Linked DNA regions of Rattus norvegicus: region 2 is linked to region 1. The links are chromatin contacts, called in public Hi-C maps. All regions are on one chromosome and are shown on one strand. The core of a region is the stretch at or near the end of the contact, and the rest is flanking DNA. Distances in the headings are between cores, read along the strand shown.

Region 1 (4,685 bases), core at 1,938-4,437:
CATGTGTGTGGCACACATACATACATGTAGGCAAGCAGAGCATTTATACACCTAAATAAAATAAAATAAAAAGGGGAAAGAAGGCTGGGGCATATCTCCATGACAGAGTGTTTGTCTAGCATGTCTGAGGCCCTGGCTTCAGTTCCTATAAGATAAGGAGGAAAGGAAGGATGGAGGGGAGGAAGGTAGTTAGACATATTTAACATGTTAAATAATATTATATTACACTTTATTAGGTAGTTTGAATTTAAAAGTAATAAAATCTAGTCACTTATCAATAAATTAAAATGATTTTTAAGAAAAAGGGGGGAAGGTGTCATATAAATGTGAAGATTTTGTCATAAGAGGTTCTATTCTTTTTAAGTTCTCTAAGAAAAAATGTATTAAAAAACCTCAAGTGGTTGGGTCATTTCTAAAACTAAGCCACCTCCTAAAAAAGCTGAGGGTGTTTATATCCTCACACCCTGAGCTGCAGCCCATAGTAACAATGTGACATTCCTTTTCTATCTGTTACTAAAGTATCTACTTTCAATTAGACCTAATTCTCCACGCTCACCACTACTCCTTCATGAGTCTTCATTTTGATGAAACCTCCGACCTGGCTGAAACTTGTCACAGAATAATTATTTTTCCTAAGGTGTGTTGGTTCCTTCTTGAATTCACTGGAACATGAGAATGTACTATCTGTTGTCATTAGATTTGACCAACACTTTGGCTGAGCAGAATATTCTTGAGTCACTGGGCTCCTCAGAAATTTGTAGACATTACTTCACCAAATCAAAGGCCAAGAATAGCTGGGTTTTTCCTCTTCATAGGTGACTTTGCGAAACTCATGGCTTTAGCCAAATGGTAGAAGGGAAACACAATCCCCCCCTCTACAAACACACACACACACACACACACACACACACACACATACACACATGCTTCACTCCTTTACATTTTAAAGTAGACAAATTTCTTCTTTGACAATGATAAAAGTCAACAATTCAAAGTCACAAGTCCTTCTCTGCCTCATTAGACATTCTCACCATTGAAGACTGCTCAGATGTCCTTTGCTACCCCATAAGCCTTCCTCCTCCCACCTTCCCAAGTAGAATTATCTTATTCATGTAGCACTTACTATATATATAATGAGTTTCCCTACTGACGAAGGGAAACTCATTATATATAGTTTTCTGCGGAAGAGGAAAGAAAATAGTTTAAATAATACAGGGTTTTATTTTAGTCGACGATTTTAATTATCACATTGCTAACTGAATAGAGACTCAAATGCTGTCTGGTCACCACCTATCTCTTCCAACTTCACCCCCTGAGAATTTGAGAGGCTCTTTGGAGTAAATGTGCTCGAACTTCAGTGGGCTTCAGAACCACCTGGAGGAGCAGCTGAACTGTAGCCCACTAAGCCCCACCCCACCCCCCCGGGGGGGGGGTTTCTGAGTTATGGGGTGTGTTTGTGATGTTTCTCGGCTGTTTCAAAATACCTGGTAAACACAATGTAACAAGGGAAGGGTTTATTTTGGTTAGATAGTCCGTGGCATCAGGGGAGCGTGAGGCAGCCAATCACCATGTAGAGGAAGCAGAGAGAGACAAACATTAGTGTTCAGCCTGCACTCTCCTTTGCTTCCATTTAACCCAGCCCATGGGATAATGCCACCCACATTCGGAGTGGGTCTTTTCCTCCTCAGTTAAACCTCTCTGAAAACATCTTCACGGACACGTCCAGAGGTATGTCAATGGAGAGGTGGCACAAAGGTTAACAGCAGTTACTGTTTTTCCAGAGAACCTGAAGTCTAGTTCCCAGCACCCCCATGGTGGCTCACAACTATATGCAACTCCAGGCCCTAAGAATCCAATACCCTCTTCTGGCCTCTGTGAACACCGGCGTGCATGTGGTTTACATAAATACCTGGAGGCTCGAGTGCACACACACACACACACACACACACACACACACACACACACCCCTATCATCATCATCATCACCACCACCACCACCATCAGCACCACCACCACCATCATATATAAATAACCCAGAAGTGTGTCTCATAGGTGATCCCTAGTCCAGTGGGCAATAACTATGATCAGTTATGGCCCAAGAATTTTCTTCTCTAACGAGTTCTAAGCCGGTGCTGTTTGGTCCAGACATCCCCCTGAGAACCAGAGATCTAGAGTCCTTTAGAAATGTAAGAAAATGGACTTGTCCTTTGAAAACAAGAGAAATCAAGGTCCAAGTTAGGACTTCCCAGGTACCCCAAAGCCATCAAAATTTGTTTTGATGAACACAAACCTAACACAAGCAACTGTTAGCCTATGTGGCCCCTAAGAAGAGACATCTGACGGGTCTCTTAACTCCTTTTATTCACTTACCACTCATGAAAGGCACCTTTAATTGGGGTTACTGTACGTGATTCTCTATCCTGACGAGACCATCCCTCTTATCAATTCGGTGGTCTGGTAGAAGTATGAACTGGGAGAAATTTTGTGTGCTTTGGACCAAATTCTCCTTCAAGATAAGACAATTGCAATTGTAATTTTTTAATTCGTGTTTATCTTGTTCTTTTCTGTTTCTCAGGCTCTCCATTCTCTCTGCCTGCCCTCTCTTCTCCCGTGAGGTAAGAGAAGAGAGATTCTTGGATTAAGACTGGAGGACAAACCACCTCTAGTTACATAATGGCCTTTCCACCTGTCACTGAAAATGGTGGTCACCAACCCCACCCACCCCCAGCCTGCCTCCACTACAGAAGCCTCTACGTGGTGACTGCCGTACCCCCTTTTCCTTAAATGATGTCACTAATTTATTAGAGCACTGTAATTTCCTTTGATTTTTTCTGCGGGCTTTGCGGTGACTAGTTGCGTTGTAGCGCCACCTAGAGCCTGCTACTGATAAAGACCTAGGACCCAGAGCAGACTGATGGCGGGGGCACTCACTTCCAGTAAGTGTTAGGCTTAATGAAAACTCGGCTCTCCGGGATTCAAATGGACTCCGAGACTATAAGAAATTGCTCAGCGTTAGGTCAAAGAGGCCTTCCCTCTGGAACTGTGACTTGATAACTCTCATTTTAAATGGTGTCATCAGCTTGGATTTTGGCTTCTCATTAGGATTTTAACTCTGAAAACACAGTCTTTGCGAAAGCACTCGGATAGGGAAGTAGCCTGGAGGGAAGCTGACAGACCTTTTGACTCTGCTTCAGCTGCTTGGAGATCTGTGCCCTGAAAATCAGCGTGGCCGGGCCCAGGGCCGGTCGCAATGGAATGTGCATGTGCCGGCGTCCATTAGTCTCATTTAATGTTTTTTCTATGATAAGTGTGAGCCTCAAACACGCTGGCTCTTTTATGATACATAAATCACAGGCCGGTGCCTTCCACGACACTGGTTTGATAACTGAGTACTTACACAGGGAGCAAGGAAGCAAACACTTAGACCCAGGAGGATGAGCTGAGTGCCCCAGCAGAGCCTGGGATTGGTCCCTGCTATTTAAGTATCCCTGCTATTTAACTCTCTCTCTCCTGCTCGGGAAGAGAAATATACACACTGCTGCAAACCTCCTTCAGACAGCAGCAGCCTTCACCAAAGCTGCCCTGGTCCCTACCACCAATTTCTTTCCTGGAGGGCTAGTCTCCACCCACCATTAAATGGGCTGGGGTGGATTTCAAAGCACAAGGAATTCACACACCTTCCTACTGACTGTTTATAACAGGAGGTGCGAAGGCTGAACCATGCTAATGTCGGGATCCTAGGGAAGGTCCACGGATTTTGTCTGCTGGGCTCCTTGGGACTGCCCCAGCTTCTGCATTTTCTCAGCTTACCAGTATGGGATTCTATGAATCCCATGATTCCTGTGCCCAAACCAATTGAAATAGTTCCATAGTAGCCAAATTGCTGCCTACGAAGCCAGGGATGTCAGAGAAACAACCAGGGCATCTCCCCCAGAAGAGAGGTGAGCAGGGCAGATGCAAAGGACCTGGCTCACATCTGACTGTGAAGGAGAAAAGTCTAGGATCAGCCAGGTCAGAGCTAGGGCCCCAAAGCTCAGTCATGCCAACATGTGAGCATACGAAGGACTGCAGACCCACAGCCCTGACAGGGTGTAGACCAAATGGTCAGGGAGGCCTGTGAACCTTCTAGTGCCTCTGGTCTGCACTGCTCTGTCCTGTCCCAGCCCTCCAGACAGTCCTTACACACTTGTTTCCAAAATCCCATCCCAAGAGGAGACATAAACAGCATCTGCCTTTCCTCCTAAGGTCCCAGTAGACAGACTAACGTGGTTATTGGGTTAGAACATGATGAGGTGCTTACTCTTACACATGTCCCCTCCCTACCCTTTCCCAGCCTAGATGCACTAGCCCCTCCTTGAGGCCAAGTGCACTTGGGGAAGGGCTGTGGGTGATTGGAAGCAGCTAGGTACACAGATGACCTTCACAGGCTCGGCACCCTTCCCACCCCTCTGTGAGGGGATGTAACCCATCCACAGTCCCAGCAGTGGGGACAATCTTTGGCAAACAGGAACAGTCGAACCCCCGAGATGACAGTTGTTTGGCTAGGAGGATAGTCTTGTATGCTCAAGCATGTGTGTGGACACACACACACACACACACACACACACACACACACTCCCTAGAGCTTAATTTCACTGGGCAGCATTACCACCAGAGCATAGGTTAGATGAGGATGCATTTTGCAG
Region 2 (4,827 bases), core at 157-2,656, 77 kb after region 1:
GGTAGGACAGCAGACTTTTAATCTGAGGGTACAAGGTTCAAGTCTTTGTTCAGGCAGAAGCTATTTTGAGCTCCTAAATAAATGTGAGTCCAAGCATGATAAAGGTAGAAACCTAAGTAAGACCCTAAGAGTTAGCAAAAATGAACCAAAATGAAACCAGGCACCATCCAAGCAGTGTCAAATCATCTCCAAGATAATTCCTAACCTTTTCAGGGAGGGAGGAAGCTGCCATTAGTTGGGGCAAGGGGAGGAGCAACAATGGGTGGGAGTGAGTAGAATCAAAGTGTATCATAGGAACAATACAAACATCACATAATAAAAACCCTTTTTGTATAATTAACATATGTTAATTAAAATGTCCTTAAAAGGGGGTTGGAGATTTAGCTCAGTAGTAGAGTGCTTGCCTAGCAAGCGCAAAGCCCTGCGTTCGGTCCCCAGCTCCGGGGAAAAAAAAAAGAAAAAAGAAAAAAAAATGTCCTTAAAATTAAATGCCGGCAATAGCCGCATGATTGGTTAAAGACACAAATACTGTAATAGTATTTCTTGATGTGACTATGAATAAACATAAGTATAAATTACTCAAAAGTATCTATGACCTCTTACGGGTTATATTGTTCACCCTCCAAGAAGAAGATACATTGAAAGTCTAATCCCCAGTGGCCCACGATATGATGATATTTGGAAAGAATCCTTGCAAATGTAGCCAGTTAAGATGATGTCACCCTAAAGTGCAGTAGACGACTTATTGAATAGAACCACATTGTCCTTACAAAGAAAACAACCCCATGGAGACAAAGGACACAGTACGAAAGGCATAGGAAGACAGGGGAGTAGAACAAAACGGCACTGCCTCAAGCCATAGGACTCCACCAGAAGCTCACACAAGGCAGAGGAGGACTCTCACAGGGTTTATAGGGAGCACAGCCCTGCCAACACCTTCACTTTGGACTTCTAACTTCCTAAGCAAAGTGTTCTTTCTCCTCTCCACCTGCTTGCCTCCCAAGGCCGGAGGATTCTGAGTTAGCTTGTCTTTAGGCAAATCCCACCCTTAGACAACCAGCCACCCAGCCCCATTTCCATAAAGACACGGGTTAGGAAACGCCTGGTTGCAATGACCGTATAGATTGACTTTTCTTTTGTTGTATTTAACACAGAAAATGAAAGCTCTACCCCAGAAATCCTTGCAATCCACACATCCAGAAACCAGTCTCTGGCTTGCTCTATGGAAAATGAGGCCACTAAGAGGAAGTCATCAGTGAAGGAATTACGTTCTAGCAGCATGTTTAATTACGATACAACCACGACAGTCTCTTGCATAGGAATTCAGCATGCCAAGATTTACAGCCTTTAGCAGTTTTGCCTTTGTTGTCTCAAGCAGCCTTCTCTCTGATGTTTGCCCGTGGACCTCTGTTCAACTGTGTCATACTGCCCCCTACTGCTCGGGTGCCATAATGTCCTCTGGCTGCTCCTACTTGCGGCTGTTTCTGAGATGTAGCTTTGGCAGGGATTAGAAAGCAGGACACACTGAACACAGAACCTCAGGGGTGCGGGGGAGAGGGAATCTTTTTCCCCCTTAATAAAAAGCAGTGAACAACAAAGGTATGTTGTTTGGAAACACAACCATCCCACTTGCTTCATCTTGGGAGGAAAAAATCAAGTGTCCAGAAGAAGTGGATAGAGAGGTCTCTTTCCTATTTTGTGGGGCGTCCCGCCTATTCAAAAGACATCCTCCCTTTTCATGATGTGACAAGAGAAAACCCATGTAAGAGAAGCTGATGAAATTTTAACTAATCCAACCAGCCAGAAGAAAAGCACAATGTTACAAAGGGGACCCCAGAAAGGGTGGGCTTTCGTTCTCTCACCGATGATACAGCACAGGGCTTTGCATAGCCCCTGGCATGCACGTATGTAATCAGCCAGCCCCTCTTCGCTGTGGTCCCTGGCCTGGAGAAAGGGGAAAACTGGAAGTGAGTGATTCAGACTTTAAAGCACAAGGTAATTCTCAAAGAACTCTGCTGGGCCTCTAGAACAAAAACAATAACTCAGAACATATTCCCCAGCCCCAGCTGGTGGTTTTAAAGATTGTTAGATAAAAACAAAAGAAAAACCTGAGTCTGCTACACAGCAGCAAAGCTTCCGTGGCACCCAGCCTCCACTGAGCCTGTGCAAGCCTTCCGGTGGCCCACCCATGCACATCAGTTTGGCTTTTGGCCTTACTTTGGCCATAGACCTGCGTATCCAGTTGGTCTGGAGCTGGCTCTCAAAGGACTCAGGTTTCTGTGGCCCTTGTATGGCAGGAACCTTGCTCACATACCTGTACTCCGTGTATACCACTATGTAGGGGCAGGGAGGTGTGCGCACAGGGTAGGGGTGTGGTCCTGGGGCAGTGTTCAGGGCTTGGGCCAGTGCTCCCGGGGGAAGGTGGGTTTCGGAAGAACACCTACCCTTATTGCACAGTATCAGAGATTGTCCAAAGCTGTGCCACAAAAGATTTTGTATTGCATGGTCCAGGAGAATAGGTCAGCTGCTGTCCTTGGCTCTCCTCCGTTTCTCACTCCCATTCATAAAATCTCTAGAGAAATCTTGTGCGGCTTTCTCACAGTATGGATAAAACAACATGTTCTCTGAGCCAGGAGGGAAGTTGGATTTAGATGCCAGTGGCTAGAAAGGCGTTGACCTGTCTTTCTAGCTACTTTGTTGCCTCTCAACTCTCCTTACCTAATCATTCCCACCATGAATCAATAAACTGTAACCTGGCCTCTCAAGTGGTGACATCATGCAAGGGGAGGCAGGGTTGTCACAAAGTATTCTACCTGGCATGGGTGGGTTTAAGTGACACAGCACTCCCAGAGACACATGACCTACAGCACTGTCTCTTCCTGAAACCTGGATTTGAGTGCTGAACACATGACAGTGTTTGAGTCATTTAGTAAGGGAACCCAATTGGTGGGTTTCGTTCTGCTTTTTGTTGGTTTTCTTGTTGTTATTGTTGTTTGGTTTTTTCCTTTGTTTTGTTTTATAATTTATTTTTATTTTCGTGTGCATTGGTGTTTTCCCTAGTGTATGTTGGTGTAAAGGTGTCAGATCTCCTAAAACTGGAGTTAGAGAGTTCTGAGCTGTCCTGTGGGTGCTGGAGATTGACCTCAGGTCCTCTGGAGTACTCTTGACCTCTGAGCCATATCTCCGGCTCCTGTTTTGTTTTTGTTTTTGTATTTGACACGGTGTCTGACTGTGTAGCTGTAGCTGGCCTGGATCTCACTATGTAGACCAGGCTAGCCTCGACCTCACAGAGATCCTCTGACAATGCTTCCTGAGTGCTAGGATTTAAGGTACGATCACCATGTCTGGCTAGCTAGCTGGGTTTTGGTGGGGGGTGGTTGGTTGGTTGGTTGGTTGGTTGGTTGGTTGGTTGGTTGGTTGGATAGTTGGTTGGTTTGGTTTGGTTTGATTTGGTTTTGTTTTGGTTTTTGGTTTTTTGAGACCCAGTTTCTCTGTGACAGCCCTAGCTATCCTAAAACTCACTTTGTAGACCAGACAGGCCTCGAACTCAGAGACCTACCTGCTGGGATTAAAGGTGTACACCCTGCCTAGCTAGCTGTTCTTAAATGACATTTTCTTAATTTTCCACATGCCAGGTACAAATCTGTTACTTTTCCAATATTATTTCATTTCATGATACATATAACAACCACATTCCCAACTTACAGATGACATTCAGAGATTAAAACATTTACTACAACAGAAAGCAATTTGGGATGGTTACATAGCCAGTGTTCCTTCTGGTAGTCTTGCCTCAACCTGACACAGGCTAGAGTCATCAGAGAGGAGGGAGCCTCAATTGAGAAAATGCCTCAGTTCAGGCTGTAGTCAAGCCTGTAGGGCTCTTCCTTAATTGGTCGTGGATGGGGAAGGGCCCAGACCACTGTGGGTGGGGCCACCTCATGGCTGGTTTTTCTGGATTTTATGAGCAAACGGACTGACCAAGCCATGATGAGCAAGGCAGTAAACAGCACCCTCCAGGCCTCCACACCATCTCCAGGTTCCTGCCCTGCTTGACTTCCTGTCCTGATTTCCTTCAGTGATGAACAGTGATGTGGAAGTGTAAGCCAAATAAATCCTTTCCTCTTCAAGTTGCTTTGGTCACGGTGTTTCCTCACAGCGATAGTAACCCTAACTTAGACAGCCAGTAAGCAGGTCACAGAGCTAACTGGTGTGATTAAGCAATCACAGAGAGTTAAAGACTAAAGAGAAACTCTCCTCAGGTCAGTGTCCTCTGAAGCTCCAGCAGTTAGCCAGCATGTCACCGGCTCCCCACTTAGAGTACACAGCAACGGACATGACATCACTGGACTTTGCTATTTTGGGCAGAATGGCTCTAAATGCTTCAGATACCATGACTGAACATTTGTCTGTGGTGTAAAACGCCAGGGAAAATGATATTTGGCTCTAAATAAAAATGTTAAGTCTGGGAAAGGGCGTTAGCCTGAACCAAAGCAAACCTGCTGTTGTGAAGTTGAGAATTCAGAAATAACTGGGAAGTCACCGGCTTTATGGGGTGTGTCGAGGGCATCTATAAACAGTTATGCATGTATATAAATACAACATATATCAGATTTACTTCTTGGCTCCAAGAGCTCATACCAGGAACCCGCTATATAACAGATAAAATGTGCTGGGTAACCCCACTGAGGTGTTCAGTGAAGCAGACGGAGCCTGAAGAAGCTGAACTGGAGCAGAGCCTTAGGTGGTGAACAGAGATGGGGAGAATCTTTAGGCAGACGACAGACTCAGACTCAGAGGCGTAAGTGAGCATAACAGACCTGGGGA

Evidence for each region. A called contact is a pair of places that touch in the nucleus more often than the background predicts.
Region 2: a contact with region 1 is called in a Hi-C map of the A7r5 cell line, with 3 times the contacts expected there. The contact joins two enhancer-like sites. A contact is called at or near these places in 6 of 12 Hi-C or Micro-C datasets (the A7r5 cell line, Schwann cells, kidney and 2 more).

What each region holds. Positions count from the first base shown.
Region 1 is chr6:77,690,119-77,694,803 of GRCr8, forward strand. LOC134479385 (a long non-coding RNA gene) reads left to right here. Exons shown (of 2, transcript XR_010052673.1): 2 at 2,576-2,806. Among named protein-coding and RNA genes, the nearest start is that of Sptssa, 200 kb to the right of the region's middle. Within about 2 kb of position 3,188, at least 13 of the 93 cell types and tissues checked have an H3K27ac peak or open chromatin away from gene starts, as enhancers often do. A contact at or near this core is called in the A7r5 cell line, where this site is marked.
Region 2 is chr6:77,768,600-77,773,426 of GRCr8, forward strand. No RefSeq gene overlaps it. Among named protein-coding and RNA genes, the nearest start is that of Sptssa, 120 kb to the right of the region's middle. Within about 2 kb of position 1,407, at least 8 of the 93 cell types and tissues checked have an H3K27ac peak or open chromatin away from gene starts, as enhancers often do. A contact at or near this core is called in the A7r5 cell line, where this site is marked.